7 separate regions of the Mus musculus genome follow, and regions 1, 2, 3, 5, 6 and 7 are each linked to region 4. Evidence: chromatin contacts called from public Hi-C, HiChIP or PLAC-seq and promoter capture Hi-C data. All regions are on one chromosome and are shown on one strand. The core of a region is the stretch at or near the end of the contact, and the rest is flanking DNA. Distances in the headings are between cores, read along the strand shown. Region 1 overlaps Lrmda (leucine rich melanocyte differentiation associated). Region 2 overlaps Lrmda (leucine rich melanocyte differentiation associated). Region 3 overlaps Lrmda (leucine rich melanocyte differentiation associated). Region 4 holds the start of Lrmda (leucine rich melanocyte differentiation associated). Region 5 overlaps Lrmda (leucine rich melanocyte differentiation associated). Region 6 overlaps Lrmda (leucine rich melanocyte differentiation associated). Region 7 overlaps Lrmda (leucine rich melanocyte differentiation associated).

Region 1 (3,637 bases), core at 813-3,312, 680 kb before region 4:
CTTTCTTTCTTTCTTTCTTTCTTTCTTTCTTTCTTTCTTTCTTTCTCTCTCTCTCTCTCTCTCACTCTCTTTCTTTCTTTTGACTTCATGATTGCTCTAGTCAATAAAGAACCCACAATGCTTTCTTCTTTCTTTCCCCTGACATATCAAACATTTTCCCAAGTACCCCATCTAGAGTATGCAGGCCTTAATATATAACATTTGACAGAGTAAAGAGATCTGGGGATCAAAATTTCCCATGGGACAAGACAGAGCACAATACAAACAATGTTCTTCTGCTGCTTCATGGGAGAGCCCAGGGATACTGATCCCACTGCAGTGTCAGCTGCTCCTCACTGGTGTCTACCAAGCACCAAGCACTGGCATGGAGCACTGTTCTTTCCTAGTGTTTTCCATAGTTCTCAAAACAATGGTTTGAGGTAGGAATTGGCACATCTCCTTTATATTTGACAAGAGAAGTTTAGAGATTTGTGCCCCCTGCCCCCATATTCAGTAAATGGCACGCAAGTTTCCATATAGAAGGTTAAGATATCAGGCCTACTATCCAAAGAAACGGTTCTATCAAATGCAACAAAGGACTTCCCACCCCCAGATAGGACCTATTACCTATTCTTAACTTCTAGATACCTGGTGTTAACTTGTCCTTTACCAAGGACACAACATAGGAGAGACTGCAAGGTCAAGTCTTTAGTCAAGACGATTTGTCTGTTCCTATGACTCTTGACTTGCCTGTTTCTGGAATGTGGAAGGAATTGAACAAATGCTTCTAACTTAATTTACTATTAAGAATCCTACAAAAAAGGAGAAGGGGGCCCAGGAGGCTGTTTTTGCTACATGTGAGAGGAGCTCCTCCCTCCAATATTTTGAGGACTTAGTTCTATGTAGGAGTGTGTATGATTTCAACTAGTAGAGGTCAAAGGAGAATATACTTCCTGGGGACTTACTGTGACATTCAATTCAATAACAGAGGAAACCAAATAGCAGGCTATGCTGTCATCTTCTGTCTTCTACTCCTGAACTCAGAGGAAAGAGACACTGTGGTGGGATGATAAGGCTAGGCAGAGTTTTCAGGAAGATTATTCCATCCTAGACTTCAAATAAGATACAGATTAACAGATATAACAAGGTAGAGTCAAGAATGTGTATCCTAATGTACAGGCATGTTAGTGAGGCCAAGGACTGGGAGGAGCATATCAGAATATGGGAGACAGGAGAAGGGACTCCATTGTATCAGCCCAGTCTAGGGACTGGCTTTCTGGTGCTCTGAATCCTCTTTAAAGTGTCTCCTATATCCAAATGAGCCTGAGGATATCTCTTTAGCTTTCTGCCAAAGCTTCAGATTTGCCCTCCTCTCAGACCTTGTCCCAACTCAGCTTCTTCTGAGTACTGAGTTCTTGCTTTTAGGAGAATAGGTGGAATCTCAGCCATGGATGGGATTTTAATATTTCCTGTTACCACATTTCCTCTGGAACACAACTAACAGACACTCACTTTCATCCCAAAATGTATCCAAGGACGAAGTCCCTCCCTTCAAAGCTCCCTCCTATCTGGGCTCTGAAGGAACTCAGGCTAAGGGCTTGAAGGCCCACAGCAGATCTATAACAGCACAATGCTGAGGATACTTGGGCTTCCTGAAATTTGGGTGTGGTATGGATGCATGTGAGTTCTGCCCACTCCCTGCTTGATGAGCACATGGATGGACTCTGATGTTGATCTTCATGTTCACTTAACTTTGCAAAGGACATTCTTCCTGCAGAAAGCCCACTGAATACAGGTTTCCATAAACAGTGGCTTCCTCTTATGCAGTAGACTTAGCCAGTTATCGGGTATTCCAGGCCCTAACAAAGGGAGGTCACTATCTTCCTAACACCAAAGCAAGTTTAGTCTCTATACAACTACATTATAGGGCCTCAGTGTACCATCTAAAATAAAGTATTTGGAGCTCATTTTCTATGATCCCTGGCAGCAGCTTCTTTCCTGTTGACAAAATAGCCCTAGACTCTTGCAAAGCATCCACATGTGATGCCTAGTCTCCCTGCCACCCTGTTCCCATGTGACTCTATCTCATCAACTATTCTTTACAAACTAAGAGTGTTCCAGATGACTCATGTTGCTCTTTGGCCAGATATGGGTCATAGGCAAACACCTCTAACCTCTGTGACTCAGTTGGCTCATAGGCTCAAAATTGGCCAAAAACTTACTTTCAGTTTTAGAGAGCCGAAGAGACAGGTCTTTTCTTTTCCTCCATTTCCTCCTCCTCTACAGGACCCCCTTCTCCTGTACTCCCTTTGAGCAACCTAAGTTGCAGAAACATTGTTTTCAATCAGTCATCAACTCTACTCTCAAGCAGTGAACAGCAGTCTTTGGATTAAATAGAAAAGGAAACGAGGAGGGTAGGTACACACAGTCTGGTTTCAACTAGGTCTTCAATCAACAGCTCTTAAAGGTCTAAAGCCACAACCAGAAAATCCTCCAGGCTGCTAGTCACTGTGCTTGGCAACCTAGCTGTTCTCTTCCATGACAGGCTCATTTTGTCCACAAATGATGTTTCTAAAGTGTTCCTCCCCACCTGCAGGAAAGAGCACCGAGAGCTGAAATAATGATTTCCTCAACAAGCGTCACTGGGCATTTCTCAAACAGGAGACAAAAAACATGCTCCCTCTTGAATAAGATGCTTTTCTGGATAGAACTGTGCTTGGAGCTCCAAGGCCAAGTTGCCACAGAAGAGATTGCTTTCCTATTCTGGTAGACCTGGCCCTTTGTAGGGCACAAGCTGAGCCGATGATATCTACTGAATAGAGTTGGTCTTGAGAAGAGATGCCAAAGGAGGGACATTTCTCAACTATACCTAACTCTACAGCACAAGGAGTTTTCAGAACTTCTTTTCCCTAAACCCTCAGGCACTTTCTAGAATGGTTCTTGGTTTTCTGATAGCTCTATTTCTTCTTAGTGTGGTATCTGTCTTCCTTAAGACTGGTTAGTCCCAAAATACTGTTATACTCTAAGGACTTATTACTTGTCCAAGGGCTTCTGAGTAAAAATGTCCCAGAGATTATTTACCCTATTATAGTCAATTATTGTGCTTTCATGGACACAATAAAAATATTGATGTGGGAAGGCCCACATCAACCAATGAAAGCAGCAATCTGTACCTTGAGGGCTTTGTGATTTCTTTCACAGCCCAATCCACTCAAGCTGCTGTTCAGGCAGTACTCATCATGGTCTCTCTGGCCCACCATAAAGTTGTCTCTAAGATGCATGGATTGCCCAGACCGTCTGAGTACTCTTTAGTGAACATCTGCTTCAATTTTTAACATGATCCATGAAAGCTTTGGAGAGGTAGGTGTGTGTGCAAGACTCACTCACTTTGTGATCCTATTTCTCTGGGATTAAATAGTATCCCCTCCTCTTTTTGTGTCTATTACTCTTGCTAAAAGGAGACATAAGACCTGTCTCTGGGTATAGACAGGAAGGCTACTGTCAGACTGGCACAAATAAGTGGTAGTGTGGGAGAGCAAAGACAACAGAATATAGCTTCGGGACTAGATAAATGAGGGGTTCAACAGTAGCTCAACCCCTTCAGACAAACTTCAATCACTTGACTTTACTATAGTTATCACTTCTGGAAAAAGGTTAT
Region 2 (3,755 bases), core at 874-3,373, 790 kb before region 4:
GCCAGAGGCAGGGGTGGGGGTGGGGGGGTGTAGCATTGTTTCAAAGCTGCATTTCCTAAAGAAACCTCCCCATACACCTCTCAAGTCTTCAAATCTGTAATCCACCCTGGTCTGAAGGGACACAAGGAGGCCTGGAGGCTTCCTTTGTGGGAAATCCTATTCTAGGATGTGTGTGGTACTTAGGGAAAACCTGATGTCAAACTTTGTAAATGAAAGAAAAGGCGAAGGAAGGAAGGAAGGAACTAAGGCGAGAGGAGGAAGGGTGAGCTTCGGAGATCATTTTTTCCATCATATTCCATTCATAAAAGCTATTCTTAAACGTTTTTCCTGACCTCACTCTGTCCCAGCAGAAGTCTCGACTGTCTCAACTGTATTTTGCCACAGTCATAAACAGAAGGCTCCGTATGTTCGTTCCCTTTCATTCACACACAGGACCCCTGGGTTTGTTGGGTTTAGCTTGCAAGTATCCACCCTGGTGTCCAGAGAGGCCAATGACACAGGGGCAGGAAACAGAAGGGGAGGTGAACCCACTGAAACAACAACGAGCCAAGAGAAAAACGACACTAAAAAAAAATTTATTTTGGGACTCTGGGTGCTGGCTTTGGTCGGCATGAAACTAATTCCACTGGCTTTTCACCACAACTCCCTATTCGCACGCACTCGCCTTCCTTCACCAAAGAACCCCGGAGAGCTCACTTTGAGGGCTAAGGACGAAGCTCAGCTGGCAGAGTACTTGGCCTGGCATGCATGGGGCCTGGAGCTCAGTCCCCAGCACTGCATAAACCCGGCATGGTGCCTCAAGGCCATATAATTCCAGTGCTTGAGACGAGGTTAGGGGAATCAGAAGTTCCACACCATCATGGCCGCCTAGCAAGTCTGAGCACTGCCTAAGATACAGGACAGTCTGTCCCCAAACAAATAAACAAATAGACAAGTTAGAGGCTGAGTTCCTGGCCTACCCCAAAAGTCCTAGCTGAAGCAATAATCCTTAGAATGTTCTTTTAAAACAGAAATCTGACAAAGTTGCTTTTCTGCTTAAAACAGCATGTAAAGTTTGGCCTGAATTTCAAGCTTTGAACATGGCCAATAAGGCCCCAGGGCACAGCCTTTCCTTCTTTGCAGGCCTGACTCTTGCCTCTCCCCTTGTTTGGCAAGCAGGAACCTGTCTGGCAGCTTTTCTATTCCTTCAGGTGCTCAGTCCTGAGATCCGGAGATCTTCACCGAATAGAATAATCTTTCTCCTGACGCTTTCTCTCCAGCATGCTCTGCCTTAGTGATAGTCCCCTGCTATACTGCAAACTCCCCACACATTTTGTCACCACAACCCTGAATAGCTGACTCATAGTAATGTCTCAATAAATTCTTGTCACACGATAAAATACATTTATTTAATGCTAAACAAACACCATCCTTCAGTCTCCACGGGTTCAAAGCAACAAAGTAAAAAATAAGTTAAAAATAAAACAACAAAACAACGTAACAAAGTAGCAAAGCATTTGTATCAGCCTTCCCAGTCACTGCACACTGTTTTCTAAGGGAAATAACCCCTTTAGAGCCCTTGATGCTCACTGAGTGGAACACACAGGGTCCTGCAACCCCCATTCCTCATGGGCAGCCTCTTCTCAAGGAGGGCCCTGTTGATTCTTGCTGCATGCAAGGGCTTAAGTTACAGCACACACTTTGCCAAAAGGAGTCATCAGAGGTTGTTTAGAACAAAAGAAGACTTCCTTCCCGGGGTTCAGCCTGATCCACAAGTGATAGAAACAAAAGCAGAGCCCGTGGCTTCCAAGATGCATTCAGAGTCCTCAGGCTGGGCTGGGGCTCCAACAAGAGGCCACTGGGCCCCATGCTAAGTGAAGCAGCATACGGCTCACTTAATTGGGCTTGCCTTTTATTATACTTCTCTCTTGCTCCTGCAACCTGTGATTTTTTTGATGAATGCATCATAAAATGTTTAATCCAAATGAAGACCAAAGGAGTGCAGGGAAGCATCCATTAGTCACTGCCAGATCCTCCAACGACAGGAGACAGGGTCTTAAGGACTGCTATTAGGGACGGAGCCCGGTTGCAATGCAGCCCTCGTGCTGCGCGGCTCAGTCAGCAGAAGGGGGAGCTGTAGTGTAACCTATTTGAGATGTAAATCTAGAGCTGGCAGTGCTGCAGATTAGAGACTGTGGTCGCTGCTGTCGGCCGGTCTACAGCAATACTATATATCCTGTCCTGGTCGGTGCAGGTCATTAACAGGACGCGGAATGGTGTTAGTAAATGTGAACATTAAGAAACCCAGGTCAGCAAAGGACGGAAAGCATGGCAGCCACACTTCAAGGGGAATCAACCCCCCGGGAAGGGGAGATTGCATGGATACAGAAACAGGCAAGTGACAGTGTTAGCTTTGAGTGACAACAGACGAGCCACCACAAACGTGATAGGGTGGTATCTTGACATGAGAGAAATTAGACATGGAAGAGGGAAAATGAGAGAAACAGAATAGGGGACAAGGAGGAAAGGGAGGAAGGAGGGGAGAGGAGAAAGAGGGAAGGAAGAAGAGGGGGAGAGGATGGAGGAGGGAACAGAGTAGAGGTCTTCTGTCCATGCCTGCATACAGCAACAAGGAAGGTTTCACGAACACACAGTCCCAGGAGGGCTGGAGGGACATTGCCCCTCTTTGTGTGGACCTTGCATAAAAACGGGACAAAAGACTCAGAACAAGGCCCCTAGCTTCCCGGAGCCGAGCCATAGCTGCTGCTTGGGCTCTATTTTTTGACCAAGTCAGGTGTCCCTACTGCCAAAGAAGTTTTCCTTTTTCCCTGACTCCAGGCACTTCCTGTTTCCTTCAAGTGGAACTCCCCAAGACTCATCAAATCCACAATTTAATTACATCTCAGAGAGAGAGGGAGAGAGAGAGAGAGAGAGAGAGAGAGAGAGAGAGAGAGAGAGAGAGAGAGAGAGAGAGAGAGAGGAAGGAGAAGGAGGAGTGTAAACATGACTTCTTTTTATCTCCCGATACATCTGGACAAGTAGACAATGTGCTAAAACAAAATAAATCTGCCCTGACAGACACATCAAAGGGGCTTGCAGCTACTTACAGCCCAGGAATGCAGTTGCTAAGCATCGGCCAAAGACTTATCAGTCCTTGGAAGAAATGCTTTTTTCTCCCTTTGAGGGGGGCGATGAGGAAGGCTGGGGAGTGGGAACCAGCCTGCAAAAGGAGACTGGGGATTTGCAGGGATTTTGAAGCTTAAAATGAATTGTGTGAAGAAAAGGAGTTTTGTGGTGGTTTTCCTTTTGACGTACGGCCTATATTTTTATAAAGGTTGCCCATGGAAAAGCCCTCCAGAAAGGGCTCTTTAGGATTTTAATAGAAAGAAGATTGTGAAAAAAAAAATATAAAAAACACTATATACAAAGTTCTATGGATTTCTCCAGGTGATTCAAGCCTAATGCTAGCTAGTCCAGGATCAGGGGAAATATCTCACACTTACCAGAGTCAGGAGGGATAAATCCTTAAGCAGCCATAATAAAAAGTAAATCTCCCAACATCATAAGGTACACACAATATTTTTTTCTAGAAGGCAGGAAATGGAGCATCTACTCTCAGAAACACAATAAAAATGTGAAAATGGAACCCCCTGGAGCCCCAAACCAAACCAAGTGTGAGGTGGGACTAGGGAAACAACTGTATGGGCTAACCACTCTCCATGAGAGGGAGAGGAGTTGAGTTTGGATTCACAGCACCTAGGGAAAGCTAGAGAAAG
Region 3 (3,617 bases), core at 902-3,401, 730 kb before region 4:
TGAGTGGCAAGTGTCCTGGTCCTGGAAGTCTGCCTTTCCTTCCTTGTGATGCCACATGGAAAGCCAGAGTGCTGAGGTCATTCCCCAGGGCATTCCCTAACTGCTTGACCAGAACCTTAGTGCTCACCAGCCCTCCTGCACTTCAGTGGAATATGAGGGAAACCTGAGATATTCAATCTTCTACATGCATTTTGGCCATGTTGATGTCATAATCGCATTACCTATTCACGATCATTAGAAGATGCAATTTAAACCAAGATTTCTTCTGCTAAAAAAATGTTAGAACCATGGTTGTGTAGGCTTCTTTTTCATGGAGAAATCTCAGGTCATGCATGTAAGAATGCAACCTGGAATGAGCTGGCAGACAGAGATGACAAAAAGTGCTAAGCACAAGGTCAGGTCGGCCAGGAGTTTGGAACTGGAAAATAGGCTGACCGTATCTGAACTGCATCAGATAGCATAGTTCTTTGGAATGACGGCATCTATTGGATTGGTTTTCAGATATTGGTTTTGCATCAACAAAGAATCCCATGAATGAAGAAATCAGGAAGCTGTGATTTTACCCCATCCGTCCCTCACTCTGTATCTCCCTGCCTCCCTCCCTCTTTTGCTTTTCCTCTTCTTCCTCCTCCCTCCTCCTTCTTCCCTCTCTCCCCCACCTCCTCCTTTAATACAGGGTCTCATTGGATAGCCCAGACTAGACTGGAACACACTATATATCCAAAGGTGATCTTGAACACAGCAATCCTCATGTCTCAGCCTCCTGACTGCTATGAGTAAAGGTTCACATCACCAAAACTGACCCCCTACATATCTCTATAGCAAGATATTTAAGAAGATTATTCTGCTTTCTCATAATATTTTTATTTTTCTATTTATAAATCACTAATCTGAATAGGCTTCTGGGACTTTATAGACTACCAAAGGATCGAAGATTCCCTCTGTTTTCACCTGCCACTTGACTAGATGTGCAACCTTGGGCAATTTTCTTGGTCTCTCTGAGCCTTGGTTTCCGTTTATTTATTATTAGTTTTGTTATTATTAGTAGTACCATTTGTTTATTTATTTTTTTAATGGAGAGCATTCCATGAACCTCCTTGATGTTGTTATGAGGAGTCAGTAACAAACTGAGTACTGCTTAGGACAATACTCACTAAATAAATCATCATTGTCATCATCATCATCATCATTTTATTTTATTTTACATTTTGGTTTCTGGTCATTTTAAACTGTATCAGTTAAAGGTACACTTACCTGCAAACCATGTCTACTATTATTTAGCAGTGTCACACTTTTAAATATGCTGTTCTCCAGATGAGTAGCAAGGAAAGAATTCACTAGTTTCACCAGTGCTTTGAACTGTTAAGAAAAAAAAAGTACCCCTGGATACGATGGATGTGATGGATGTGATACTGCAGAAAGTCCCGGCTGAGTTAGCTCCCTTCCCTGCTAGTCTTCCCTTTGCTCTGGGATTGGACGTGATTTTCTTTCCCTCACTTAATTTCCCACTTGGAATTTGTATATAGACTCTGATAAGGAACCCCTTAAACTCAAACTAAGAGAGTGCAAGATTTTTGTGGCTAGAACTGTAATGTAATGTAAATAACCTGATCTCCCAGTCAACTGTGCCTGTCAGGAGGGTACGTGTGATCCTAGCTACCACAGCCCCTCACAGACCTTTGTTCTCCATTAGCGAGGTGCTAGTTCCACCAGCGAGGATGGTTTTATGACTTGGCATAAGCTTCTGCTGCTTCCCAGGCGCAGCAAGGGGAGTTAGTTCAGGGCCCTTGAAGACTTCTTTTGTTCTGCCAAGTTAGGGAGGAAAGAAGGGGTGAGGCTTGAAAGCCTGTTTGTTTACACTCAGTACCCAGCTCCCTGCCTTTTTCATAAAAGGAAAGGCAGCCAGCAGGAGACTCACAATCCTCAGCACTTCCCACTTGGTTCTTGCTGCCTTCTCCCACTTGTGTATTAAGCAGCCAGGCAGCTGTTGAACACATATTATCAACAAAGCAATCTTCTAGCCCTTTGATTCAAGCTATTCCTATCCTGTGCCCTGAAATAAAATGACTTTCACAATTAAAACCCTGAAATCAATGTGGTGTCTATTGTCATGTGTGCAAGAGAAACGCTTTAATTACAACCATAGTTAGATAATACAGTCATTACACCTCCCTAATCTCAGATATACAACCAGCACCCTCTGAGCACTTTACCACCCTTTCTTTGATTTTTTTTTTCCTTTTTCTTTCTTTCTCTCTCTCTTTTTCACCCCCAACATGAATGGCTTTTTATCTAAGCACTTCAATTTGCATGCCTTTGCTCTGAGGCAGCTCCCCATGATATGTTAATTGCAGATTGCTTTAAGTACTAAAAGATTAACATAAAACCCTTTGCAAACAAGCTAATAGTTTATGATAATTTTTGCATGGCCTTTGTCTGTCTATCACTGGATTGCCTCTAGCTGTAATTTTATAAAGAAGCTGTAAAATATCATTTAAACAAGTTCATTTACACATAATTATTACCAGAATCACATTATTCAATTTAGATACTCCAGCCTATTAACAATCCATGAACTAAAATGTAATTAAACTATTTTCCTTTTATGAACCTATTCATTACAATGTGTGGGAGATGGATCTCTCAGTTTCACTGCAAAACTCAGCACTTTGTTGTTGGAATTGACAAGTCTGGCACTCATTATGTGCTTTTAATTATATTAAAAGTATTGGGAGACAGCTCAGATAAAGAATATATTTAGAAACGAAAGCTTGGAAATGCCAAGATGGTGTCATCCCTAAATATATATTTGTTTTACTCCTGCTCTCTTCCCCATTTCTGAACAGTGAAAAATAAAATAAAATCAGGCTGGTTGTTTTAATTGAGATTTTCTGCTCTTAAAGTAATTTTTCTAATTTAAGCCAAGAATAAATACCTCATTTAATTAATGGTGTTTACTCATCTTTCCCACAGATTTTATCTACTTTTGTAGAACCGAGAGCTAGAATTAGAGCCAAGGAAGTCTTTTCTCCTAGTATTTACCGACAGACCCACAGTCACTTCAGATGCGGGGTGATGCTTTTGAGCTTTGATTCAGCACCATTGAACAGCGTTGGTTCTGATGCCAACTTTCCTCTCTGTGGGGACAACTGACTCAATAGGCAATGATTGATGGGCTTGTAAGAGGCAGCTCCCCCTGACCCCCAGCTCTGCTGTGCTGCTGGATTTCAGGGAAACGCAAGTGATTTAGTTAGAGCAGACTGAGTCTCTGGACTGGCTAGGCACCCCAGTCAATGTCAAAGACAACAGGTCACTCAGGTTAGGTGCTGACAGCAGCTATCAAAGAAAAGGATCCAAGTATCCTGAATCTAGCCCAAGTACTTCCTAGCTCCCACACTTACCAACGGGACTAGTTCATTTCTTTCTCCAAAGCTTTGCTTTCTAGGATCCTATTTCTAAGAAGGTCTTAGAAGGTTCAATATCTCCCTCTGAGCACAGTCTTGACTGTATGTGGCTATTTAGGATTTAATCACGACCAACAATTCCTATTAAACATCTGCCCTGCTCTCCAGTGTCCACACCAGCCATATGGCAAGAATGTTGACCGCCTGGGCAAC
Region 4 (3,488 bases), core at 428-2,927:
CATCAAGTCTTGAGGAGGACAAGATAAGAACAAGGAAGTCTTGGGAAGTTTCAACCTCACTGTCAAGTTCTCCAGGAACTTGGAAGAAACTAAGCACAAAGAATGCTGGGACCAGAAATGCAGAGACCACAGTATGCAGGGGGAGAGGACCCTGCTTTGTAGGCAGATGCATGAGGGCAGGACCCCCTTCCCGGGCACACACCCCTCTTTCTAGGAAGCCAAACCTCCCAGAAGCCCCTATACCCTGGCTTAAAATAAGATTCTCCTTTTCTGGCCGCTCAGTGGAGGCTGACAGCAGCCTGGCAGGCTCACTGCTGAGCTCTGGACTTGTGCCTGTCTGAGACTCCAGGCAGAGCCAGGGATCCTAGGAGATTAGGCCAATAGGGGCAGCAGAGAGATGGCAATTCAGCTTATTTCCATCAATACCTGCAGGGTGCCTGGTGCATAGAAGTCACTCAATAAATGTATTCAGTTGAGGAATAAACTACCAGACTCTGTTTTTTTAAAAAAAAAAAAAAAAAATGGAGTAGTTTGGTAGGGTGCACCCAGCAGGTATTTGTGTTTCCCCTTTGTAAAACTCTGAGGCCTCTGAGGAAGAACAATTCCCTTATCCCTGATGCTCTGAGCCTAAAGGGAGAACTTTCACCCTGTCTCCCTAGGGTGGAGAACTTTGCATAGTGAGTGCTGGCTTCATGGGAGGCAAAGCAAAAGAGAAACTACTTTTTTTTTCAGCACATACAGGGTCCCTGCTCAGCCTAGGGGAGTTTACCAGAGACCTTACCAAAGAGCTGAAAACGGGCACTGCGGGGTGTCTACCATCCAGTCTTGCCATGCCTTAGTGACACCTCTTCAAGAACCAGAGTAAAAATGTAGCACACCCTGGGCCTCCACCAGCCTTGAAAAGGAACCTCATTGTGAAAACAGAGCTCCTCCAGCCCCCGGCCAGGCGACACTCTGTGGTTTTCGTTGTGGCTCTGATGACTCTGTGCGCTTTGCTGCCATGCCCCCTCCCCCCTTTCTCCCATGTAAATGTATCAGATCATTTGTACAGTTGCCCTGGTATCAATAGGTAAACGGTTGCGTATTAAAACATTTTTCTTGCACCCTAAAAGTTCTTCTAAAACCCGCATTGTGAAAGAAGAAACTGAACCACTTTTGGTGAAAAATATGAGCCACCAGCACTGGGTCGCATGGAGAAGTTAGTCCCTAAGTGTTGATCAGTGTGACTCTAAGGACAGAGGGAGTTGGGGGATCTCAACTGCTTATCACACCACTACAAAGTGTGGCAGGATCAAAAGAAGAGTCTGACCCTTCTTCAACTTGGAGAAAGTGTGGGTACTTGGCACACATCACCTGCACATGCGACCTCCTCCCAGGGAAAAGGCACTCAGGTTAAAAGCCTTGGAGACCCGTGCCCCTCTGTCCCTCCCATCCCCAACTGGATCCCGGGACTAGATGGGGCTCACTTGGACCGACTTACTTGAGTTCCACTGACCATGAGCCCAGCCATTGTGGCAGGAACCCAGCAGGCGGGCGGCACTGAGCAGGGTGGCGGGCGGCGCAGTTCCGCACTGGGAGGTCAGCTGACCAACGGAAGCCCTAGACTCCGGTCGGCCACCAAGAACTGTGCGCAGCAGCGCTGCCGCCGCTGGCTGGCTCAACCCGGTGCACGTGAACCTGCACCTCCGGGCAGCTCGCAGCGGGTGGCCCGCGGCGCTGCACCCAGCGTGGGAACCCCACGCGACTACTCCTCTCTCCTGCCCAGTTCCTGTCCGGTTCCTCTACGGCCCCCGCTCCCCAAAAGGTGCCCCTTCCAGAATCCAATGCCCAGAGCTTTATTGCATTCATCAGACTCAGACTTGAAGTGAAGGGTGAAGGGGGTCCCCATCGTGGACGTGTCAGCAGAGTTGCTGCTAGTTCCCGACTCAGAACTGGGCCTTCCCAGAATTTCACAATCTAGGTTACATAACCGTCCTCAACTGCTGGAAGGAGGGGCCTCTTCACTCAAAGTCCCCAGTACAGTCTAAAAAGTATGAGCTTGCTAGCAGTGGGGAATGGGTCTCCTGGTGGGATGGAGTTTCCATTTGTTAGAGAGAAGGCTACAAGGAAAGGTTGAATTTTCCCCTTAAAGTGTCAGCTGGTCATACAGCCCCTACTCTCTTCAGGCCCACCACCACCGCAGTAGCTGACAGTAATGAAAGTTAGGGCAGGAATATTGATAATGTCTCCTACTCTCAGGATCCTTTTGTTCTTATTCTCCTCCAAGGGAAGAGACATGTGTAAGAATCAAAGCTATTAATCCTGTCGGCAGCACACACACGAGCCTAAACACACATACGTGTATACACACACACACACACACACCCCTCCCACCTCACCCTCACCCTCCAGAAGGAAGAAGTGACCATTGTCACCTCCTGACTGGGAAATCCAACCCAAGACCAGCAGCTCCCACATTCCAGATTTCCCTCTGGAACCTTCTTCTTGCCTGCTCTTGCCTTCCCACCTCCACCCTAAGGATGGTGCCAGTCCTTACCTATCATTGGGGTCGTGGCTGATAGATAGGCCTAGAGCAAAGTCACGTTAGCAAGAGAAAAACACATTTAATCCAAGTTTTCCATGGTAGGGGAGCCTTCAGAAATGAAGGTGTGGTGGATGGGAAACCACAGGCCTGTAATGACAGCACTTGAGGGGCTGAGGCGGTATCTCAAACTGGAGGCCCGACGGGGCTACATAACAAGACTGTGTCTCTGAGAAGAAAATAGTGTGTATGTCCGTGTGTGTGTGTGTGTGTGTGTGTGTGTGTGTGTGTGTGTGTGCGTGTGTGTGTGTTCATGTGTGTGTGTATGTGTGTGTATGTATATGTTGGTATGTGTGTGTGTTCATGTGTATTCGTGTGTGTGTGTGTATGTGTATGTATTCATGTATGTTCGTGTGTGCATGTGTGTGCATGTGTGTGTGCATGTGTATGCATTCATGTATGTTCATGTGTGTGTGTGTGCATGTGTATGTATTCATGTATGTTCGTGTGTGTGTGCGCTCGCGTGCGCTCGCACAAAGATACAGCTCAGACTGGATGAAGCTGAGTTAGCTGAACAGGAATATGACGGACAAAAGGGTGCACTATTGAGTGTGTAAACATTAAAGGGAGAGGGCAGGAGAGCATCCCTCCCCCAGGGAGCCCACTGGGACTCTTCTGGGATCAGGATCTAAGGACTCTCCATCATACAAGGCAACTTGATTTCTTTGCGACCAGCTCCCACCCAGAAAGACAGCTTCAAGTAGGATCTCTAGGATGTAAGTCTTGCTCTGAGGGAGAGGGGGTCAGGTTCCCAGGATCCACCTTGGGGATGAGGAGTCTTGGCTTCTATGACTCATTTCTAGAGAGAGACGGTGCTGGAGACAGAAGAGCAGGAGACAGGAAGAGACTGCTTCTGAGGCTGAGCTGGGACCTTCCCTTCCCCATAATTATTATTACATTGTGTGTG
Region 5 (3,708 bases), core at 60-2,559, 890 kb before region 4:
GCAACACGAAATCAACTCAGTTAAACTATAAATTCATAAATTTAAGAGGGAGAGGCGGAGTTGGAGGCAGGAAGAGAGCTAGGTGGAAATAATGTAAATACAGAATTCATATACAAAATTCTCAAAATAACTCTTAAGAAACCAACAAACCCAAGCTCTGACTCCTGATGTCCTGACTTTGGAATGATTAGAGAAAGCCAATTGTGTACTTAAAAGGAAGGAATAGACCCACTTGGACTAATGTGATCACAGGTCTGGATTATTAAGCAGATATAAGAGTAGCTTCCTGCTGCGCCCAGCAAGGCCACATTGGCTTCTGCTCAACCCCTCCTCATCTGAATACCAGGAAGCCTACCCAGGTTTCTCCCATTACCCTCAAGGCACATGGCAGTTGTTGTTCCAGTAAGTGTCAAACACCAGCCTTGCTGTATCAAATAGCTGTTCAAATGGTTCTCTGTAGCCTCCAGAAAGTCAAGCTATCAGCAGGAAGAAGCACTTTAGTTACTTGACATTTCCAGGGTTAGACAGGCTTCCCACATTGCTTGGTTTATGACTCCTCCCCTCCACCTTTAAGCACCTTTGCTCCAATTTTCATTTCTATTGCGACTACATCATCTCGTTTTTTGTGACCCTGATACAACTCTTTTTCATGAGGATTTTATGGTTACATTGTCCCCACCAAAACTATCCAGGACACCCTTCCAATCTCAGGATCCTTCATCATATCCACAACATTGCTTTCACAAAAGATGGACCACGTGGTTCACAAAAGAGGGCAACAGGACAAAGCCCTTAAAGAAGGAAATCCTCTTCTTGGAAAGGAAGGAGTTGCCCCTCAAATATCCTAGGAAGAACACTCCAGGCAGGAAGAGGGCCTGGGCTCTCAGTAGACAGCATATCCTGTGCTCCAGAAGAGCCAGGAAAGAGGGAATAAACGGGAGGAAGTCTGGGATGAATGAGGCCCGAGAGTTCTCAGAGCATCTCCAGCACCCTTGTAGAACGTGGCTTTTATTCTAAGTAAAAGCCAGCAATCAAATGAGGCCATTTAGGGTTGGAGATATTCTGAGGTCTTTCTATTTTGATTTTATTTTTTAGCTTGCACACGCACGGACATTTAAAAATGGCTGCTAAATGCCTCTTCTGGGGGAATGTGAACCGCTCATAATAATAATATAAAAAAGTGCCTTGGGCTTTCTTACAACTGGATCCATCAAAGGGTTTTCACTAGCAATTTGGGGAGCTTCCGCCTCTGGGCGCCACTGCTGTGATTTCAAAATAGAATTATCTCGTGCTCTGTGATTTCTTGAATCATTAGTTTTCCATTTTCTCTTCCTCTTTTCTTTCAGCTCCATTTTTTTTTCCTTCAGTTCAGCTGTGGTATGTGCAAGAAGTTTCAAAATAATGGTGGCTCGTGGGCAATTGAGTGAGGGACCCAGTGGGCAACAAGGGGAAGGGATCTTCCCAGGATGCAGATGGGACCTAGATATCACGCATCTGTTTAATCAAAGGTGTGGAGTCTAGCCTAAGGTCCAGCTTTAGAAGAACAAAGGGAATATCTGGCAGGAGACTGGAGGCCCTAGAGAATGGAAGCCAAGATAGTACCACTCAGTGCAGTTCAGGACTTGATTCTATTATCTCTTCCATTTCACTGAGGGAGCCAAAGGGCCTAGAACAAGGATGGGGCTTATTTTTTCCTTCCTTCCTTCCTTCCTTCCTTCCTTCCTTCCTTCCTTCCTTCCTTTCTTCCTTCCTTTCTTTCTTCCTTCCTTCCTTCCTTCCTTTCTTTCTTTTTCTTTTTCTTTCTTGGTTTTTTTTTTAACCATGTGAAAAATTCTCACCAGAATTACAACCATCATGAACAAAATTGAACCCTGGTACCACCCCTTTAATTACTTAGCTGACAGCAAGCAGAAATTCTTCAAAATTATAATAATCAACATTTCCAACTCATTATGCACTGAATGGTACTTATCTTTGAAGATTAATAATTTTAGCATTATCAAGGAAAAAATAACAAAATTACTTAATTTCCTTCTCAGCAGCCCCACCCCCACCCCCCAATTTTTAAAGGAACTGCTTGTAGATCCGGAACAAGCCAATTACTCCTGGTCCTGAGGGTCTTTATAGACCAGGATTCATGGGGCCTCACAGAATGAGCACAGCAGATGAAAAGGAAAAACTTGGGACCTAGGAATTGAAATCAAGTCCCTCCTTCCTCACCTCTGACTCATAAGATTAGATGCTAGACATAAACATTACCAAGAATCACCCCCAAGAATCCCCATTTTTAGTTTTTATTAGCACCAGGCTCCAGCTGCATGCCTGCTCTTCAAAGCCTGTACTGTATTTTGGGGTATTATTATTTTTTGTTGTATTCATTTAAATTGGTTTGCTTGGATGGCTTTAAGGCATGGTTTCATTCTGTAGCCCAGGCTGTCTATAGACTCCAGTCTGGCTCAGAACTCAGAGCTAACCTCCTACCTCTGCCTCTGATATGCTGGGATTACAAATGCTAGTGCCTACATCTGGCTGGGATGTTATCATTATTATTTTAGTTTATTTTTTAGTGAGAATCACCGAAGATGATAATCCCAGGCATGAAGGAAACAGGTACTCATAGGAGACTCCAAAAGAGATAAGGTTGGAGCCAGCTGGAGAACTTACAACCTACTTTAACCATATAGGTTAGTAGCAAAGGGAGAGGAAGTCAGATGCTACTAGGGCCAAGATGTGGGCTATGAGGTGTCAGCTTGTGACCGTGGAGACAAATCCAGAAGTGCTACAAATGTGTGGGAACGGAGACAGTCCATCCTCAAAGCCCATCCTAGATACTACACATTTCCTGGCTTATGTTATTATGTCATACAGAACACATCCATATTAGAGGATGTAAAATAGCTAGGCTGACACAGAAAAAGGAATTAAGTTAAAGTAGAAGGCATTCAGTTAGCTTGCAGCAGTAAAATCTCTCCACCATTTGTAGGAGACAAAAATAAAAGCTAGGACCCCAGGACATGAACAGCTCAGAGACAAGCAAGCTCATCACAGGAACAGTTTGAGAGTGAAGGGTCCAGGGATCCTCACCTTGTAAGATCACCAGTCTCCCTTCCTCTATGGTTACTGTGGCCTCTGCTGCTTTCTGTGTCCAAACCCTATTCTATACCCAAAGATTTGGTTGTATAGCTTTCCTCTGTCTAGAAACTGCCCTGCCTTCCTATTTCCTTCTGTCAGAGGTCTGCTCTAATCGACCTTCTCATACTTGGGCCATGCTAGCTCATGACCTCACTTTATTCTCTTTATATCATCTTGTTGTTTACTGTTTGTTGTCTCACTCTTCATGAGATGGTTTACTACTGTACTGCTGTCAGGTACAGAACTAACAATGTTTGATGATGATGATGATGATGATGATGATGATGATGATGATGATGATACCTTGGCTTCTATTTAACAAGCAAGAGAGAAAAGCCTTTCTTTCTGTAGTTCTCTTGACTTCTCACAGCATTTATTTGTTATTTAACGTTGTATTCCAACTATGCAGTGAAGCTATGCAAAGCCCCCACAGGTACCCAGGGGCCCTGTATTGTTATTTTGAGTATGCAGGGCATGAGTCCAAACCCACCCCTTTCAGTGCCTGTGCCTAAACGTCTCCCTAGAGCCATAGGGTAAAGAGTGTGAGTTAGAAACCCTTCTGGGGAAGTGAGAAGT
Region 6 (3,692 bases), core at 134-2,633, 760 kb before region 4:
ACTCGTATCTAATGGATGTGAGTACATCTTGTGTTTTGTCCTAGGCACTAGAGGTTTGTGAGCAAAATAGGCAGAAATACTACCAGCCTTGCAACTAGTACAGAATTGGGAAAATACAGAAATCAAAAACACCTCCTTCACTATCCTACTAAAATCAGTTACAGACTCAATGTGGAGCCCAGTAAAATGTGCTAGCTCTTGTATAGGTTTTCTGTACACACTGCCATGGCTTCTGTGTCTTAAAAGAGCACAGACTTACTGTTTGAATGTTAGCCATTTGTAAACAGGTCCTGGTAGGTGAAATCAAGCTGCTTCTTTTGGATGCTGTGAGGAGTAGAAATGCTTGGAGTTGCCCCTGCCCTGTCTCTCCTGCATTTCTTTCTTTCCATCATCAAAGTGCACTCCCATCTCAGCCCTCTTCATCGCATCACCTCCTGTCCCTGTGACTTTCTCTGAGTCCCTCTACCCAGTGACTGTGTTTATACCAGGCCCATGTGAACAGCCAGAGCTCTTCGAGCTTTGACTGATGGCCTAGAGGCACAATGCTTTCTTGCTCGTTTCACCATTCCATGGTGAAAGACAACAAAACATTCGAGAATCAAAGATCACAAGAATGTTCAAGGTCTGGGTTTCCAAGAGTAAGTAAGATGATGTACTGGAAATGTGTACTGCTATTATTATACCGTTGTTACAATTATCCAGTGATACAATTATCATAGTTGAGCCCACGTCTTCGACTATACAAACCATTGCAATGTCCAGAACTCTCTTCCCACTACTTAAATTACAATCTACTTTGTAAGTCCCTGCCTTGTTCATTCTCTCTGCCTCCTCAGCTAGGAGTGATGCTGTTTTCTTCCCTTCCAACCTCCAGTAATGTAAGCACCAACCATTTAAGACTATGTTATTATCATTGTCATTATTATTATTAGCCACACACACACACACCCATGTATTGTGAGGAAGGCAGAGATGTTTGTCCTATTGCTTACTTAGCACAGAGATGAGGCCACAGTAGATCATTTTTTTTAGATCACTAAGTGACTAAGTGGACTGGTTCCAGAGTTTAGTCCTCAGGGGTCTGCATGAAAAGCACAGTTCCAATGTCACATTCAAGGGGAGCCAGCTGTGAGCTTCCTCATTCCCCTACTACACTGCACTCTGACTTCCAAAATGAAAGCAATCCCCATCTTTCCCAGACATCATGTACAAGATGATGCCCTCCCAACCAGGATGAGGACGGCTTCTGGCCTCCATCTGTGTGCCAAGTAGCACAAGTGTCTGCTATACACCCTGAGGAAGGCAAACAGGACACAGAATAGAACAAAGAGCTCACACCAGTCAAAGCCAGTTTGAGCCAGTCCGCACTGCTCTGAGAACTCCACCCCCCCTCCCTCCCAGCTGGCAAGAGGACAAGAAGAAGATCACTGACTTCAATCTTTGGCCTCCTAACCACGAAAGGACTTGTGAAGGTGAACGGTTTGCAGACGAAGGGGGATATAAAAGAGACAAAACCAGGATAAAAATTAAATAAAAAGTAGCTGTCTTAAACTGTAATTGCAGTCCTCTGCTGAGCACGCTTGCAGATATATAAATGTGATTTACCATCAGCTTGCAACTACAAATCAGGTCTTGAGAAACACTTGTGCTATGAAATTGTTTAATCTCATCAAGCTCTGCTTTCACAGCAAGCCATAAATCACGGAGTCTTTGTTATCATAGACCTCCACCAGCGCCTCTCTGGCAGGCCATGGATCGTGGGTATATATAATCTTGACTGCACAAACACTGGGGTCGACGCAGGCTGAAATACTTTCATAATAGCCACTGTGCAGCTGCTGGAACACAAGCCCATGATGGATATCTCATTTCCTACAGTCGGCATCTATTTCGAGCAAATTATTACCACATAAATTTCTTGTCAACAGAAACGGCCAATTAATTAAGTTAAAAATTTACTTGTGATCACATCTACAAACCAAATAGAACGGCAAGGCAATTTTCCAGTTACTGAATATACTGCAGGTCAGTTTAATGAATAATTTTTAACTTTGTCATAAACTCAAAGACAGGCTAATATCTCCAGAAAACTGAATGGAGACCAGCTGCCGACAGATTTACACAAAATATATTTATGGGGAATTTGATTGCTGACATCTGGGGACAGAAATAAACTTTCTATAATTACAGAGACATCTTTGCCATATATATGGATTTCTTTCACCCAAAAATGCAAATATGTCCTCAGGAAGGGTATATTTATATGTTCAGGCAGGGCTACAATGGGGTTCGATGGCTTTTGGAGAAATCATTGCATTAAATTTCTTTGCTAGTGATGGGTTCAGTATCATAGGGAGAGACAAAATCATGGGCAAAGACCTGTTTATCACTGACCCACACCTGTCCCAACCCCAAATCAGCTCTCTCTCTCTCTCTCTCTCTCTCTCTCTCTCTCTCTCTCCCCCTCTCTCTCTCTCTCTCTCTCTCTCTCCTTCTCTCTCTCCCTCTCTCTCTCTCTCTCCCTCTCTTCCCCCTCTCTCCCCCCTCTCCCTCCCTCTCTCTCTGAGGTGGTACACCACTTGGCACATGTCCAGCAGTGTAAGCAGCACTCAGAGGCTTTGTCAGGTAAGGCAGACGGACATAGCTTCCCCACAGAGCTGTGATGCCCATGAACCAGATCTGCTTGGAAAATCAGGCCAGCAGAGGGCCCTATAATAATTCCTCGTCCAACCATGTGTCTTTGAACTGAAGGAAAACCATGGTGTGTGTGTGGGGGGGGGGGGGAGGGATGTATGTGTGGGGGGGTGTAGGGGTAATTGTCCAGTTGAGTTATGGGCTATGGGTACAGGGACACATGGCAGATTTGATTACAGATAGGGATTTACTCAGCCAACTACTTGTGAGAGGTAGAATTATGACTTTCATAAGGGCCATCCCCTTACCTGACATGTGGAGAGCATTCAAGGTCTTCCAAATCATTGCTCCTGTCTGTCTCTAACAGGTCCTTTGACCTTGTCTCCAGCCTGCCACTGTTACATGAGATAGTCTCACAGCATGCCCTTTGCCTTTATGTTGCCATGACTCTGAGCCAACAAAGGAACTTTACATTTCTAGTCCACTTCCCATCATCTTTCAACTTTCTAGCTTGAAGATGGTCTCCATGGCTCCTTGACAGTATAAGAGACTATGGCTCTTCATTAGGACATATCCCTCCACCTAGAATTTGAGTGGCCATGATGTTACCTTGGCCAGAAAGGGCAGTAGTGAGTTCGGAGTCCGTGAACTCTTCAAGGAGATAGCAGGCAACCACAGGGTGGGGGTGTTGTCATGAGATTGAAGGTCTGTAGGAAAGGACTCTATTAGTTAGTCCTGAATGCTAGGATGGTTGTGTGGAAGGTCCTTTTGGTAAGCTTCTTGAAGACTGGAGTTATCAGACTCATTTTTAGCTTTCTAACTACAAATCCCAGTACCTTACAAAAAGGACAGGATCTCTATAAAAGCTTCTGAAGGAGGATCTTATGCAGTATTCATGAATGCCACATTCAACTCTTGGTGGCTTTAAATATTGTTGCATCATTATCATGTGTCTGAACAGCATTGATTGTAGGCCATTCCATTTAGGACACTCCGAAAGCTGAGAAGTCCTGGATGTTAAATACATCCCCCAGCTAGACCAAAGTTTAACTGAGGAA
Region 7 (3,710 bases), core at 1,160-3,659, 630 kb before region 4:
TCAAGACCCTGTAGCTATGTTGGCCTCAAAAAGCGGCGGTGGATTGAAATATCAACTCTGCCCAGTTAATCCCCTGAGCGAGCCACTTGCTCCAGCACTCACAGGCACAGGTGTGGGTGCCCCACATTAATCCTGCAGGGCCCAGAGTGGTTCCAGCCCAGTCCAGCTCCAAACACAAACCATGTGCAAAGACTAGCGTGTCAGGAGGCGCTCTCCTCAAGTCCAAACTGGCAGGCCTTGATGCACCAAGGACCTGGAAACATCTGCAGTTTTGTGACTCTTCCCTGTTTCCATTCCCACAAAGCTTCCTGTGCCTGCTCGGATCACAGAAAGGTCGCAGGCTCCATCTGGCTACCCTGCCCCCTCCACTCTCTCCCTCATCGCTCTCATCCCCCCTAAGGACTTTCTGCCCATTTTGTCACTTCCACCTGTTCTGACAGGTTCCCCTGCCTGACCTCAAGATAGCCCTTGGGGACATTAATCATATAACAGCCGGAGCCGTGAAAGAAACAAGGGTTTGGCTGGATACTGTTACCGTCCCTGTCACCTACTAATCATGTCTCATGACTCGGAAGGGCTTAATCAGACGGCCTGCCCTCTCATTAATCATCTAGGCTCACTCAAACTTCACAGAGAGATTAAAGTTTAGTCTCACTGGCTCCCCATGCCTCCTCCCACTGCAAGCTCCTCTAAAAGTTTCACCAGGGGGAGGTCTCAGGTTCCTCCTGCTTTGCCAACTGTCAGGGTGACTGCAAGGGTCTGATGCCTACCAACTGCACGCAGCTACACACACACACACACACACACACACACACACACACAACCCCCCACCCCCCATCTCTTTCTACTTCTCACCTTTCTAACCATCTCACAATTCAGGGACACAAAGCTCAACCTCCCATGAAATGGGAAGTTTGGGGACCATCAGATCTGGGAAGTCAAACAAAAAACCCGGAAGGACGGAGGAGCTCTTGAACCACCTCAAAGAACTAAGGAAAAGGACGTCCCTGTTTTGTCAACAGCAAAGGAAAGTTAAGCAAAATATTTGTCAACGGTTTCTTCAAAGGGGCGGAGGCGCAGGCAGCTGAGTAATGGTTCCCTGGCAGCAAAAGCCCTCCCCACTCAGAAGGCGCCAGCAGCCCCACGTCACCCGCACTTGCCACTATGCTGAAAGGAGAGCTTCCAGTGGGTCAAAAATAGCCTGCATCCTTTACAAATTTGTTTTAGACCAAAATAAAAATGATGGGAAGAACACCCCAGAAATACCTGGTACAAGAGAGCAGAATGCATTGCTGGTTTGTCCCAGTCCCTAGTACCCTCTGGATTGTAACTCTCTGGGCTTCAAAGGGCTGGAGAAACAGGTCCCAGCCAGAGCCTGCAGCAGCAGCTGCCCGCCCCCTCCCACTGTTGGCTTTTTGCTCACTCCGGGTGCTGTTGACTTATGAAGTGCTGTACAATTATGGGCAACAAGGATAATATTTGCCCTCAGAGTCATGAGAGAACAAATATTTTATCAACATCTAAATCATCTCTCATCTGGCAGGAGAGGAGGAGCGCCCGGGCTCAGTGGTACATGCTTAAGCCGACAGAGAGCCGCCTAGGGAATCTACCTGTATCAACTTGACCTAACAGAATCTGGGACTATGCCCATTGCAACCAGCCCTCCCTGAAGATCCACAGTGCCTGTATCCTTCCAGGCACTGCCCACCATCACGTCTTATCCCACAATCACCACCAAGGAAGGTCCTGTCCTGAGGCTGTGTTCATTTCCAGAAATAGGAACTAGACTCCAGGCTTGGGAAGGTGGGAGACTTCTGTAGATATTTTGGGGGGCAATGAGGGCTTGCCCTGTTGTTGTGTTTGTTTCCATTCACCGATCCTCTGTCACTAGTCCAGAAATGACAGTAGGTGGAAACACTATCTTTCATTACACAAAGTATAAATAGTGTAATCTATCAGCGCCGTCAATCACAATGATTGATTACACGCTGTCATAGAGAAGAGTGACATATTAGAAAAGTTTTGTTAACAATGCCTATTGCTAGTCAGCCTGCCACCGAGGCTGGTGATTAATGTGTTGTCAGCCTGTAATCCCACACCCTTGGCTAATGAGGCAGGAATTTATCATCTTTACAGAGTGGCAGATGTCAGGGAGAAAGGAATCCAAGTGCTGGAAACAATATACTTTTTCTTACTAGGCCTGACAAGTCTGACAGGCCGAGAAAAACCACAAAGCAGCTTTGTATAAGCACCAACCTAAAAGAGGAACTTTTCATTTGGCATCTTAGCTTTAAATACTGCTGTAAACCAGCCTCCGTGGCTTTGGGATGGGGTAGGGTGGGGGGGCACGATTAAAAGAGCTCACAATGAGAAGCTCTGTGAACTTTGTACCTCATCCTCACAGCCCCAGACCTGGGAAAAGGTTACCATGGCAAGCAGACAGCTTTCTTCTTTGAGAGAAGCTGGCAAGAACTCTTCACTTTTACCTGTGACCTTGGGGCTGAGGAAGCAGGGGGTAGGGGGGTGGGGGAGCTGGAGCTGAGGGGTAACCTGCTCCCCCATCACCACCTTGTGCTGGCTTTTACCTGGAGACAAGGAGTTGTGTTCGGAAACACTGCTCCGGTTGTTTTGTTTGGTTTTGTTTTGTTTTTTGTTTGGTGGGGGGCGGGAGGCGGTGTTGGGAGGGAGGCAGGAAGCAGGGAGAGATGGGAAGGCATCTTCTTATTGGCCAAGAAAGGCAGCATGGTGGACAGGGAAGATTCCTGACTATGCCTCTCCTCAGATTTCCTCACTTAACTTTAAGGCAGTTTCAGATTGGATTTTCACTCGCTTCCCTACCATCTTTCTTCCATCCCAACATTGGTTTCTCTTTTTCATCGGAGACTAGCAGGCCTCCAAGCCCAAGAACATGTAAGCAGAGACAAGAATGAGAAGAGGCTCCCTGAGACCCTTTTAAGAACCGCTTATTCGCTTTGTGACCTCTCCCTTAATTCTAGTAACTTAAAAGACCCTCTGGGGCACATGCTCAATTGTCTAAGACAGTCCAAGATGCCTATGCGTATTTCAACTTGACCTGACTGTCCACTCTGTCCCAAAGACTGTGTATATCCTACCTACCGTGGAGACGTTCACACTTCCCAGACAACATCAGAGACACTGTTGACTAGAAAATTCAAATGCTACCACCACCACCACCACCACCACCACCACCACCACCACCACCACCACCACCACCACCACCACCATCATGCCCCCCTCTTTCCTGAAGCCTTCTGCCCCTGGTTAAGTTGCAGGAAGAAGTCAAAGGGGAGTGGCCTAAGTCCTCCAGTTTGGAAACTTTGTTCTTCGGGAGCCTAGCCAAAATGTCATGTGTTGCTTATTCTCACGTCAGTTTCCAAGGAAGGGGGCAGATCTTCAGTGGCAACATTCTGACAGATGTAACCCTTTTTCAAACACATACCTCCACTAATGTACACAAATTCGAAGTGTAAAGAATAGGGGTGGGGCTAGGGGGGCAGCAAGGAGAAATGCTCTGCCTTCTGTCAACGGCACCCTAACACCCTCAGGCTAGAACACACAGCAAAGCCCTGGGTAATTTAATCTCCAAAGGCAGCACTCTGGTATTGAAATTGCACTAGGATCTCCAGAGCTGGGCCACACCCAGTACAGTGAGAGATGGCTTTAGCAGGCCAGGAAACCGTAGGCCCAGA

What was found. Promoter capture Hi-C pulls out the DNA fragments that hold promoters and counts their contacts. A called contact is a pair of places that touch in the nucleus more often than the background predicts. HiChIP or PLAC-seq counts read pairs in DNA pulled down with a chosen protein or histone mark.
Region 1: an H3K4me3 HiChIP or PLAC-seq map of bone marrow-derived macrophages shows a contact between it and region 4, with 5 times the contacts expected there. The contact joins the enhancer-like site here to the promoter of Lrmda in region 4. A contact is called at or near these places in 3 of 39 promoter capture datasets (cranial neural crest, hippocampal neurons and liver), 3 of 115 datasets of contacts at active chromatin or transcription factors (acute myeloid leukemia, bone marrow-derived macrophages and embryonic basal ganglia) and 1 of 9 other capture datasets (embryonic stem cells).
Region 2: a promoter capture Hi-C map of liver shows a contact between it and region 4, with 11 times the contacts expected there. The contact joins the enhancer-like site here to the promoter of Lrmda in region 4. A contact is called at or near these places in 6 of 39 promoter capture datasets (embryonic stem cells, liver, maxillary cranial neural crest and 2 more), 2 of 484 Hi-C or Micro-C datasets (Sertoli cells and bone marrow-derived macrophages), 13 of 115 datasets of contacts at active chromatin or transcription factors (the SCID.adh cell line, acute myeloid leukemia, a beta-TC-6 cell line and 9 more) and 2 of 9 other capture datasets (adipose tissue and macrophages).
Region 3: a contact with region 4 is called in an H3K4me3 HiChIP or PLAC-seq map of embryonic basal ganglia, with 4 times the contacts expected there. The contact joins the enhancer-like site here to the promoter of Lrmda in region 4. A contact is called at or near these places in 1 of 39 promoter capture datasets (embryonic stem cells), 4 of 115 datasets of contacts at active chromatin or transcription factors (embryonic basal ganglia, embryonic hindbrain, embryonic midbrain and 1 more) and 1 of 9 other capture datasets (adipose tissue).
Region 5: a contact with region 4 is called in an H3K4me3 HiChIP or PLAC-seq map of bone marrow-derived macrophages, with 3 times the contacts expected there. The contact joins the enhancer-like site here to the promoter of Lrmda in region 4. A contact is called at or near these places in 3 of 39 promoter capture datasets (frontonasal cranial neural crest, second pharyngeal arch cranial neural crest and stem cell-derived epiblast-like cells), 1 of 484 Hi-C or Micro-C datasets (uterus) and 9 of 115 datasets of contacts at active chromatin or transcription factors (acute myeloid leukemia, bone marrow-derived macrophages, craniofacial prominence and 6 more).
Region 6: a Hi-C map of uterus shows a contact between it and region 4, with 4 times the contacts expected there. The contact joins the enhancer-like site here to the promoter of Lrmda in region 4. A contact is called at or near these places in 6 of 39 promoter capture datasets (embryonic stem cells, hippocampal neurons, liver and 3 more), 2 of 484 Hi-C or Micro-C datasets (bone marrow-derived macrophages and uterus), 8 of 115 datasets of contacts at active chromatin or transcription factors (acute myeloid leukemia, bone marrow-derived macrophages, embryonic basal ganglia and 4 more) and 1 of 9 other capture datasets (macrophages).
Region 7: a contact with region 4 is called in an H3K4me3 HiChIP or PLAC-seq map of embryonic basal ganglia, with 4 times the contacts expected there. The contact joins the enhancer-like site here to the promoter of Lrmda in region 4. A contact is called at or near these places in 4 of 39 promoter capture datasets (embryonic stem cells, hippocampal neurons, maxillary cranial neural crest and 1 more), 3 of 115 datasets of contacts at active chromatin or transcription factors (acute myeloid leukemia, bone marrow-derived macrophages and embryonic basal ganglia) and 1 of 9 other capture datasets (adipose tissue).

The regions. Positions count from the first base shown.
Region 1 is chr14:22,698,901-22,702,537 of GRCm38.p6, reverse strand. All of the region lies in intron 5 of Lrmda (leucine rich melanocyte differentiation associated), which reads right to left. Among named protein-coding and RNA genes, the nearest start is that of Gm30926, 100 kb to the left of the region's middle. Within about 2 kb of position 2,062, at least 12 of the 459 cell types and tissues checked have an H3K27ac peak or open chromatin away from gene starts, as enhancers often do. A contact at or near this core is called in bone marrow-derived macrophages, where this site is marked.
Region 2 is chr14:22,806,814-22,810,568 of GRCm38.p6, reverse strand. The region is part of intron 5 of Lrmda (leucine rich melanocyte differentiation associated); the gene reads right to left. Among named protein-coding and RNA genes, the nearest start is that of Gm30926, 7.3 kb to the right of the region's middle. Within about 2 kb of position 2,123, at least 77 of the 459 cell types and tissues checked have an H3K27ac peak or open chromatin away from gene starts, as enhancers often do. A contact at or near this core is called in adipose tissue, bone marrow-derived macrophages, forebrain and 1 more, where this site is marked.
Region 3 is chr14:22,744,470-22,748,086 of GRCm38.p6, reverse strand. The region is part of intron 5 of Lrmda (leucine rich melanocyte differentiation associated); the gene reads right to left. The region is part of intron 1 of Gm30926 (a long non-coding RNA gene); the gene reads left to right. Among named protein-coding and RNA genes, the nearest start is that of Gm30926, 55 kb to the left of the region's middle. Within about 2 kb of position 2,151, at least 45 of the 459 cell types and tissues checked have an H3K27ac peak or open chromatin away from gene starts, as enhancers often do. A contact at or near this core is called in adipose tissue and embryonic basal ganglia, where this site is marked.
Region 4 is chr14:22,017,901-22,021,388 of GRCm38.p6, reverse strand. Lrmda (leucine rich melanocyte differentiation associated) reads right to left here and starts at 1,677. Exons shown (of 7, transcript NM_028275.1): 1 at 1,481-1,677. The coding sequence starts at 1,510. Gm41106 (a long non-coding RNA gene) reads right to left here. Exons shown (of 2, transcript XR_874397.2): 2 at 2,584-3,488.
Region 5 is chr14:22,910,707-22,914,414 of GRCm38.p6, reverse strand. The region is part of intron 6 of Lrmda (leucine rich melanocyte differentiation associated); the gene reads right to left. Among named protein-coding and RNA genes, the nearest start is that of Gm30783, 20 kb to the left of the region's middle. Within about 2 kb of position 1,309, at least 2 of the 459 cell types and tissues checked have an H3K27ac peak or open chromatin away from gene starts, as enhancers often do. A contact at or near this core is called in bone marrow-derived macrophages, where this site is marked.
Region 6 is chr14:22,781,517-22,785,208 of GRCm38.p6, reverse strand. The region is part of intron 5 of Lrmda (leucine rich melanocyte differentiation associated); the gene reads right to left. The region is part of intron 1 of Gm30926 (a long non-coding RNA gene); the gene reads left to right. Among named protein-coding and RNA genes, the nearest start is that of Gm30926, 18 kb to the left of the region's middle. Within about 2 kb of position 1,383, at least 60 of the 459 cell types and tissues checked have an H3K27ac peak or open chromatin away from gene starts, as enhancers often do. A contact at or near this core is called in liver, neural tube and uterus, where this site is marked.
Region 7 is chr14:22,648,175-22,651,884 of GRCm38.p6, reverse strand. All of the region lies in intron 5 of Lrmda (leucine rich melanocyte differentiation associated), which reads right to left. Among named protein-coding and RNA genes, the nearest start is that of 4930405A10Rik, 110 kb to the right of the region's middle. Within about 2 kb of position 2,409, at least 58 of the 459 cell types and tissues checked have an H3K27ac peak or open chromatin away from gene starts, as enhancers often do. A contact at or near this core is called in adipose tissue and embryonic basal ganglia, where this site is marked.